3 separate regions of the Zea mays genome follow, and regions 1 and 3 are each linked to region 2. A link is a contact called in public Hi-C data. All regions are on one chromosome and are shown on one strand. Each heading gives the region's core, a stretch centred on a gene start, on an enhancer-like site or on the middle of the called end of the contact. The rest is flanking DNA. Distances are from core to core; before and after follow the strand shown. Region 1 holds the start of LOC100280577 (ribosomal protein S24). Region 2 holds the start of LOC103627062 (kinesin-like protein KIN-14D). Region 3 has its middle 64 kb from the start of LOC109939547.

The links. A called contact is a pair of places that touch in the nucleus more often than the background predicts.
Region 1: a contact with region 2 is called in a Hi-C map of ear, with 2.1 times the contacts expected there. The contact joins the promoter of LOC100280577 here to the promoter of LOC103627062 in region 2. A contact is called at or near these places in 2 of 25 Hi-C or Micro-C datasets (bundle sheath and ear).
Region 3: a Hi-C map of ear shows a contact between it and region 2, with 3 times the contacts expected there. The contact joins the enhancer-like site here to the promoter of LOC103627062 in region 2. A contact is called at or near these places in 4 of 25 Hi-C or Micro-C datasets (ear, leaf and tassel).

Annotation. Positions count from the first base shown.
Region 1 is chr5:154,797,689-154,800,923 of Zm-B73-REFERENCE-NAM-5.0, reverse strand. It overlaps LOC100280577 (ribosomal protein S24), which reads right to left and starts at 1,565. Exons shown (of 4, transcript NM_001374579.1): 1 at 1,322-1,565; 2 at 1,060-1,230; 3 at 265-351; 4 at 1-115. The coding sequence starts at 1,447. The coding sequence ends at 86.
Region 2 is chr5:154,549,594-154,552,839 of Zm-B73-REFERENCE-NAM-5.0, reverse strand. It overlaps LOC103627062 (kinesin-like protein KIN-14D), which reads right to left and starts at 1,499. Exons shown (of 20, transcript XM_020538502.3): 1 at 793-1,499; 2 at 446-690; 3 at 168-339; 4 at 1-12. The coding sequence starts at 829.
Region 3 is chr5:154,348,552-154,351,799 of Zm-B73-REFERENCE-NAM-5.0, reverse strand. No RefSeq gene overlaps it. Among protein-coding and RNA genes, the nearest start is that of LOC109939547, 64 kb to the right of the region's middle. Within about 2 kb of position 1,514, at least 12 of the 20 cell types and tissues checked have an H3K27ac peak or open chromatin away from gene starts, as enhancers often do. A contact at or near this core is called in ear, leaf and tassel, where this site is marked.

The sequences.
Region 1 (3,235 bases), core at 316-2,815, 250 kb before region 2:
AGCATTGCGACATGGGGTACAAAATTTCTGACGGCGAACAGGTGTTACTCGAACTCAAGACGGCTAAAGTACACTGAAACCTTGCTCATTTCTTCTTGGCGTCCCCAGCCTTTGTCTGCAAAACCAATCCAACAAAAAAATTAGCAGTTACACGCAAAAAATAACTATTTTTTTATCAGAACCACAGAAACACAATGAAATCCCCACATTCCAAATGCGCAGTAATATTAGACACAACAGTCAGATGAATGCAAGTGCGCATACCTTCTTCACACCGCGGATCTTCTTCGCCCTGTTCTTCCTCTCCTTCATCTGCTTGCGCGACTTCTCCACCTTGGTAGCAAGACCGTTCTGCAGAAACCCAAACACACTCTTGTCAAAAATAAGCAGGACCAATACAGACAGTGTTGTTTCAATCACAAAATCTGCATTGCAATGTAACATGGATTTGCAGGATACTTTTTATGTGAAGGGAGCATACAAATGGACCTGCTAATCGTTAACTGGTCTTTTAAGCTAGGTTCCATACACAAAACGGTCATGGATAATTCACAAAAATAGGATACGATATTTGCTTGCTGTAGCCCAGAATTCCATATGATTCATAGTTTAATGAAAGACCATAGCAAAATTTGCGAGTTAGCAACAAATATAATGTAAACTCCTCGAACTGACTCAAAAATATCCCGGTTTGAAAAATACTACAAAACACACAGTGCAATGGGAGTCAATATCATCATGGGATCATTTTCAACCATGTAGCAGCATCGCCATCACTAAGGCGATAAAGGGTTCATGCGCGACATAATCTGAACACACGACTGAGCAACAGATATTCGTTTCTCATCTAAAATACTATCTGATAAAAATATCAATGTTCCACAAGAAATATGTTAAATGAGCGACATAATCTGAAGGAGCAGCGAACATAAATGTACATCAATGGCCACAATAAACTAAAGCTTTGAGCTTTCAGCGTATACCAGGCAGTATATTCAACATGGAGACCTATGAATCCAATTACGAGTGAGAAAAACGGGAGGAGCAAGAGACGCATACCCTGATAAGCCTGTACTTGGGCTCGAACTTCTTGGCTGAGTCGACGTTGTCGTAGATGAGACCGAATCCGGTAGACTTGCCGCCTCCGAAGTGGGTGCGGAACTTGAAGACGAAGATGCAGTTGGGATCCTTCACCTCGTACATCTTAGCCAGCCTCTCCTTGAGCTCCGCCTGCAATATCAAGCGATCACACGCGTCAAAATCGCTAATAGAACGAGAGGATCTCGCAGCGAAGGCTCCGACGCTTGGGCACCGCACTGACCTTAGAGACGTTGGCGCGGCCCGGGTGGAGAACCTCGAGCACGAACTGCTTGCGGGAGAGGAGGCGGTTGGTCATGAACTTGCGCGTGCGGAGCGTCACCGCGGGTGACGCCTTCGTGTCCGCCATGCTTGATGCTGCCTGCGGAGCGCAGGATTGACTTCGCCGGAGCTGGCTCGCTGGGGCGCTTGGAGGCGGCGGCGGGGAAACAGGACTGAGAGAACGGAATTTTATATACTATGCTGATGAAAACCCTAGGTCACGTCGCCGTGGCTGACAAGGGGAACGGAGTGGTGGGCCTTATTAGATGTTACAACAATGATGGGCCAAAACTATTAACGGGTCTACATTGGACGGCATGGAAACCCATTACCTGTTCTAAAATCCTCTACTTGCATGCACGCGCGCAAGATAGGTATGGGCTGTCTGGTTGTTTGCTTGTCATGCTTGGGCCAGACAACGTGTTACGTGTCTGCACGGCCAAGTGTGGCTGAGCTCAACATAAATACATAATTCCTTTGACTTGATTGGAGGGTGGGTAGTCATTTTAGATTTAAAGTTCTTAGAAAATTTTGAAAATATTTACATTAGTTTATGAGATCTGTTAGAAATTAGAGATTATTTTATTACTGTTTGCTAGGTATTTTTTAAAAATATAAAATTAATTTAGTTAGTAATTAGAAGAACCACTACTTAGCGTGCTTAATAAAATCAACAAATGTTTATTAATAGTATTGTTTAGCTCTATTAAAATTTTAGTATAATAAGATACTAAATGAATCGGGGACAAAAATATTAAGCTATTTTTATGTAGCTTTTGTTCTTTTTAGTAATTAAACTGTTGCCCCAAAAATTACGAGAAAAATAGGGCAGATATAATCTCTAATTACCATTTTTGTGTAAAATTGCATAAAATTTAATCACTAGGTAAAGACATAATTGAAAAGGATAAAACTAATGCTATGTTATCAAAACCGTCGACTAAAACTGCTTAGAGGTTATTTATCTGGTTTTATAAAGTTAAGGTGGTTAAATAACTGATTTTGAAGGTGAGGAAGTGAAATAGACCATCATCTAAAGATCGGAGGGTCATGTAGACTTATTCCTAAATCTTTTATACATTGGTAAAGACCAAAGGAACAAGACTAGAAAACTTTTTTTTGTTGATTTCTCTCCCAATTCCTCACATCTTGTTGGGGACCTTCGGCATCCGAAGGTCCTCAAAAACAGGATTTAACAGTATTTCTGGAGTACAATGTGTGAACAGGTATCCTCGGACTAAGGTCGGCATCGCTGTAGACCGGAATAATACGAAGGTTGATACAGAGCCGAAGGTGCGAGCAGGAAAGCTTCGGCGTGACAGCAAAGAGTGGAACCGACTTAAAGATGAAAAGGCTATTCAGACCTCGATAGACTACTATAGAATTATTATCAAATGTAAAGGGCATGAGTGTAATTTTGTAAGGGTTGTGTCCCGTGCCTATAAATAGGTGAACAGTATCCCCGTACTGTTCACGCTGACTTGGCATTTGCTTCTTGCGTCACGCTTGTATTGTCATTCCCTTCCGATTGAAGGTACACTTGTAATTCAACAATGTTTCTGTTTATGCCCGATAATAATATATGATTGCTTATATCGTCTTTAATATTCTTTATATTTCATTCCTCGCCATTATTTAATGAATGTATGAAGGTATGTCCTTCGTAACCTTCGTCCGCAAGCCATTACATCCTAAGGGAAATAATGCTTCGGAGGACGAAGGACTTTAACAATTAACATTTTCTATGTTGCCTTGTTCTTAACTCATAGCACTTGAGAACAAGTCCCCAACATTGGCGCCCACCTCCGGTGAACTCACTTCCATTTCTTGAGCTTTTCAACACCTTCGGCAAGCATCACCTTCGTCATGCCGCCGA
Region 2 (3,246 bases), core at 250-2,749:
GAGAGTATGGCTCTGAAAACGAGCATGACAAAATAATAATAATAACAATAATAATAATAATAATAATAATAAAAATAATAATAATAATAATAATAATTGAAACAGCAATCTGAAGCTAATCTGTAAATGAACAGTTGTCATTGTCTTAACATTATAGGCATTTTTACCTGACATAATGGGGCTTGTGAGTACCCTTTGCAGCTTGCCTTCCATGTTCCTCCTGCCACCTTCGCTTTCACATCTGGTGAGGAAGGAAGAGCTGCGGTGGTCTTCGCCGAGGCGTGATGAGAACCGATCCTTTAGAGCAAGAATGCAGGTAACGACAGCTGACATCTCCCCCTGGACGGACGGATGATGGATGAATTGCCGGCAACGGGCAACGTCGATGAAGGAAAATAAATAATATAATGCCGTGGCTCGGACGAGGAGCGAGAAGGCGACTAACCCTCTCGAGGTCATAGGCGCTGAAGGTGGGCACGCCCATCCGCTGGATGGCGGCGCGGAACCTGCCGACATTGTCCGTGGCCGCGTCGTCCAACAGCGCGCCGGGCAAGAGTCTCCGCAGGAGCGCGCAGAGCAGCCTACCATTGGCGACCGCAGCGCGCAGGTCGTCATCGGTGGCCTCCGGCGGCAGTGTCAGGTCCAGGAACAGGGAGCGCAGCCACCCAACGGCGTCCGCCCGCCGCCTTGCTGCGCGGCAGCAATCATCACCATCAAGTAACCGATCAGTCGACAGATTAACCTCCACGAAGCAACGGTTAACAAGAAATTCTAATCAGTGTCGATGGTTACATGGGTCTGGCGCGGCATTGGGCTCGCGGAGGGACATGGAGGGAGGGAAACGAAGCGGCGGTGACGGCCGCGCGGGGGATATAAGGAGCCTCCCATGGACGGGGGACGAGGGAGGGGGGAAGGTGAGGGCGGGAGGGAATGGGGCGCGCGGGAGGCGCGGAGGCCTCGGCCGCGTGTGCCTATGCGGCCCACACTATCTCCCTTCCGTCAACCTGAGGTCTCCCGGGTCCGCCTATTCTCGGGTGGCGGAGCCGGGACGGCGCGCAACGCGTGGATGAGCAGGAGCCGGAAGCCCGGGTGGCGCAGTAGGCAGTAGGGGAGGGTGGGGCGTCCGGCGTGGCGGCAAACGGCTGCTAAACCCGACGTGGCTGGTTCAGCTTCCACCGTCGACGGCGGGGCAGCGCCGCCGGCTTGGCCGCTGCGGACCGCCTCGCGCGCGCCACGATCGGGCCCGGGGCCGGATAGTGGCGCACAGCCGCACAACTGGTTTTGGGCCGACTTGGGACAGTACTGCAACCCATGAATCCCAATCGGTCTTCTGAAGTTCCGTGGGCTGTCCTTCGTGTACGTCCGTGAAGCTGCATGCAATTGATTGGTTTCATTACCAAAACACCATTTTGTTCTTTTTTTATTCTTGTGTCCATGGTAGTATGTGTCCCATTTTGAGTTCACGCTACTAGTATAAGGGTCATTTTGTTGCAGATTTTTTTTTCTGATTCAGGCCGTCATAAGTTGTTGTAAACTGTCAAACGTCCAACTTCTCAGATTGCTTCTATGAGACTCGTTTTAATAAAAATCATCTAAAAATCAACGTGAACACGCAATCGATCGAGTCATCGTGATAGGAGGAATCAGTTACTTTCCAGATTCTAAACCATATAGACTTTGTCTTCCTTCGCACATAGGTTGTTTGGTTTGCTGTCTCACTTGCCACATTTTGCCACATCTAAGGTTAGCATGTTTGACCAAGTTAGACATGTGTTTAGTTTGAAGCCACATTTATGTCAAGATTTTTCTCATGCTATGCATGTCCTACTCGTCAATGACTTGTAAAAGTGTGACAAGACTACCTTAGACATGGCAAACTGTGGCGCATAATTTGAGCGTTTAACCTTAGACACTTTAGGAAAGTGTGACATAAAATTGTGTGGCAATTTTTGACACTTTAGATATAGAACCAAAGAGACTAATCCCACGATACTTAGATTCTCTCCACAACCAAATTCTCTACACAGCCAGATTATCAAAAAAGTTTGTTAGAAAAAAGCTGAAATAAAACAGGCCTTAATACCCGTTCGTTGCCACAGTATCAACAAAAGACTACCAGCAATAAGGCAAGGAATGCCCACTCATTTTCTTTGGATCGTTATTAATCTTTGTGTAGTTAACATAGGTAAAATTAGGGTTCGCTGGCTTGCCCGCTAAAAAAACACATATATATTAAAATAATTGCTCCGATTATGAAGAACAAGCGAATCTGTATGGATAACAAGGTAGTTTCATTTGCTATATCAAAAAATTGAACAGGCGGCATAATCAAGTACGAACTTCATCTTCAGCTAGCTTGTCTGGGTTGCCGATCAATGTGCTATTGGGAAGCTTCTCAAGGTCAACCTCAATCTAGTCCTCCTAGTCGTCGTCATCCTCGTGCTGCTCCCTCTGGACTCGGCCATTGGTCTTGGCAACGGTTGCGGTTGCGTGCGACGCCGTGACCAACGTCTGGCACGGGGGTGGGCCACCGTCGTAGTTCACGGGGTCCTCCGTGAGGCCCATAGTGTCGGGTTACTATAGCGAGGAGTCCTACTCCTCGATGGCCGCCTCGAATGGGTCCTTCATGAAAGACGTGGCTCCGTGGCAATGTTACACGAGAGGCTGAGGAATGGAGGTGCGGCACGTGAGGTGCTTGGGCTGATTGTGTCCATCCATTACATGGAGGAGAGGGAGTAAACATATGAGTTACATGCTTCACGCGTGACACACGAGTAGAAAAAAAAGGTGAAATAGTAAACGATCATGGAACAATACGAACATGCAAATGAGTCTTTAGACCATGATCTAACAGCACATTTGACACTTAAACCCTTTTACTATAAGCTCGTATAGCTTTATAAAAAAAACTCTAACAAACTACGATTGAAACATTATATAAAGGTTCAAAAAAACTTTAAGGCTTATATGTACTGGCCGTTCCCGTGCTACGCAGTCTTAAATAGAATAAAAGACCAATTAAACAAGGGACCCCATTAAACAAACATAGGTTCTGTTTGGCAGGGCTCTGGCTCGCTCCAAAATAGCTCTAGCTCTGATTTTTCTTGAAAAACAGCTTTTTGGTATAGGTGGAGTCATTTCTCAAATCGCTTGGTTTGATAGAAACGACTTATCCTAGAGTCAAAGCAATTTTTCTATATTAAAGTGTTAGAACCAGATCCGATGAAGCTACTATTTATGGTTTCT
Region 3 (3,248 bases), core at 265-2,764, 200 kb after region 2:
GAAAATCACCATCCCAGGGGCCAGGATATTACAAGGCCCCTATTGCTGATGTTATACCTGATAGTGTTTATTTATTTATTTTTTGCCAAAGTTAAACCGGTTGTTGTATATTGTAAAAGGTGACAGTATTGATTAGGGCAGTCTTGACAAGTGTCTGCCAAAACTCAGTAGTACTGTGAATTCCGAAGTGAAAAATCTAAGAATGAGTTACTACCTTTTGTTTTTGCCTATCTTTGGTGTGCTACAAATCTTTTTTTTACTATGGCTAAGATAGCTAGTACGAACTCTGTTCTCGATCAGTTTGAAAAATGAAACTCTCTCAGAATCAGTTTTGGGGAAAAACACTACACTGAATCGAGGTACATAGGTTGTCTACAACAGTTTATCCATCATATCTTCTATTCTATCTCTTTTATTTTCAAACTTCGCTCTGTTAAGCTATAAAGAACAGTGTTTTTGCATGACAATATGTACGATCTGCTAGAGACCGCCTAAGGCTAGGACCTTAATGACCGTTGTTTCCATTGATTATGGGTAGCTTGGACCAATGTACTTTTGCAGTATCTTTACTATGTTACTTGAGATATTGACCCATCGTTAGTTTTAAATAGACCGTACCAGGTACCATTTTTTTTATGTGTTATACAATTTCAAAATTTTCATCACATGTTATTGAATGAAACAGGAAATAAACAACAAAGGCATCAATGCTATCAGAGACGTCTGACAAAATTGATGCCTTATCCAGTTATGCTTGTACAATATTTTGTGTTCCAGGGTACTACCATTATATCAATCTATACTCTGGTAGGACCCATGAGAAATTTGTTTCCTCTTTCTGATGAGCTCACCCTTGTCTGTTTCCCCTTTTGTTGCAGGGGAAAAAAGTCAGATTACTCATCGACATTGAAGAGAATATTGCAAAATCTCGAGCATATCGATTCAGATATCATAGATTAGCTAGTCATTAGCAGCCAACGAATAATAGACATTATTTGATCATCAAGGTGTAGGCATTGTGGTGCTAGTTATTTAATGTCTTCACCTGTTTGTGGCCTACGATTGTTCATCGCCAACTCTGCTCCGTGTTCAGAGGAAGACCTTGGTTAGGAGTTTCAAGTTTGCACGCCTGAGTGGATGTTTGAACATCAGAGGTGGAGCTTGATTGTCATAAGATCCATATCCATGTTGGTACTGTACTTTTAAGATGTTGCATTTCATTTACATGTAGATTAGTGTCGGCTTTTTGCAAATGAGGCTAGGAACAGCTACCTTGTAAGTAATGAATGTAGACATGTGGTTGCATATCAAACTTGCAAGGCATGAATGAACACGTCGTTTGCAGCCTGTTAGCTTGTTGAGAACCCAAAATTGTCTTTTCTTCGATCTTTTTTCGCCGCCCAAATTTCTCTGCAGGAAACCTCGAATTAAAATTACATATAGTGGTCCTTTGGGCCTGTTAAATGTATCTGGGCCTGTTACATATAGTGGGCCTTTGCGCCTGTTAAATGACCATATCAAGACATCTGTGCTCGAAGCCCGGGCGAACTCAGACAGTCACAAAGCGCCAAGCGGCCACATCCAGAGATGGCAATGGCCCCGATCCTCGGTTCTCCGCCAGAAATTCTCCTATTAGGCTAGTTTGACAACTCTATTTTCTCAAGAAATTTATATTTTTTTAAAGGAAAATAAACTAATTTTTCTTAGGAAAATAGAAATCATGTAGGAAAATGGGGTTTAAACTAGCTCTATAGGATCTATAGGATGTAAACCGGAAAATTTTCCCCTGGCGGTTAAACAGGGACATGGATTTGGAAGCATTCTCCATTCCCCACGAGACCCGTTAAAATTCTATATGATGATGTTTTCATTTAATAGTTAATGATAAAAAATAATTCCTTGTCAAGAGATCACTGGTTGTACAAATGTGTTCACTTTGATGCACGCAAAATGATTTCTTACATCTAACAATGTGGATAAGTGACTATATTTTGCATTTATAACAAAGAAAGTATGTCCTGATTATAATTTAAGCGGGGACGGAAATCCCCGACGGGATTTATCCTCGCGAGGAACGGGGATGGGGAAGAAATGTCCCCCGCAAGTTTTTGTGGAGATCCCGCGAGGAACTTTTTTAGTCACAAGGACGGGAATGGGGAGCTAAAACCCGACATAGAATTCCCCATTGCCATCCCCACATCCCAGTTAAATGCATGTTGGGCTTTTCGGCTTCATACTAGTCATCCTTGGATTTTCTGGGCTTTAATTATGCTCTGAATCAGACCGTCGATCGTCCGCCACCATCATGAGTTCCCTTACATTTAAATAGTAACAATTGTAAAATTATATACAAATTAGAATTCAAACCATAGTTGTTGATATTAAACCCTCATTCACACCTAGCTAGTCAATAGATTACACATATCTTTGTGTTTTATATTCTATACTTGAACATAATGGAAATCATAGCAACGTATGTACACTTTGCTAGTATCTATCTATGGGCCTGTTTGGTTCCCTATCTAAGGCGACACAACTTGCTTAAGCTTAGTCGCTTGAATTGAATAACTAACCTTAGATAGAAAAGATAGACAAGTTGTGGCGTTTTAGGCAAGAAATCAAACATGTCCTATGTCACTGAGTCCACTCCTCTGCCAAAGCACCTCTTCGGTTTTTTCAATAAAGAGCGTTTATTTAAACTCAACAAGTAGCATCAAGTTGATATAGACATACAAGTTTTAAGCTAATACAGACATACAATAAAGAGGGTACAAGTTGGGATGAGTGACCATATAGAACGAACAAAATTGCATTGAAAGAACAAATGTTTGATTGTTTCATTGCGGTAACAAAATTCACATTTTAGACTTCCAATCCAATTCTTCTTGGCAAGGTTGTCCTTTGTTTGGATAATCCCTCTTTGTTGGTACCACGCAAAAAATTTAATTTTTAGTGGCACCTTCAATTTCCAAAATTTGTGATTATTGTCTACCGGCACAATGTTGTCAACAAATGCTCTATACATAGACTCCATTGAGATTTTTTGTTCAAATTTAAATTCCAAGGTAATGCGTCTGATCCTTCTATCAATTGGACCATGTCCAACTTCCCAAGAAGATCAAAACATGTCAACAGTCTACGACCAATTAAATCTAGTCTAAAATATATATTAGGTGGTGAGGTTTCCATTACCGTCGCTATAGTACCCTTTTTGTGGAGCACCCGCTACGGTATACTATTGACCATTT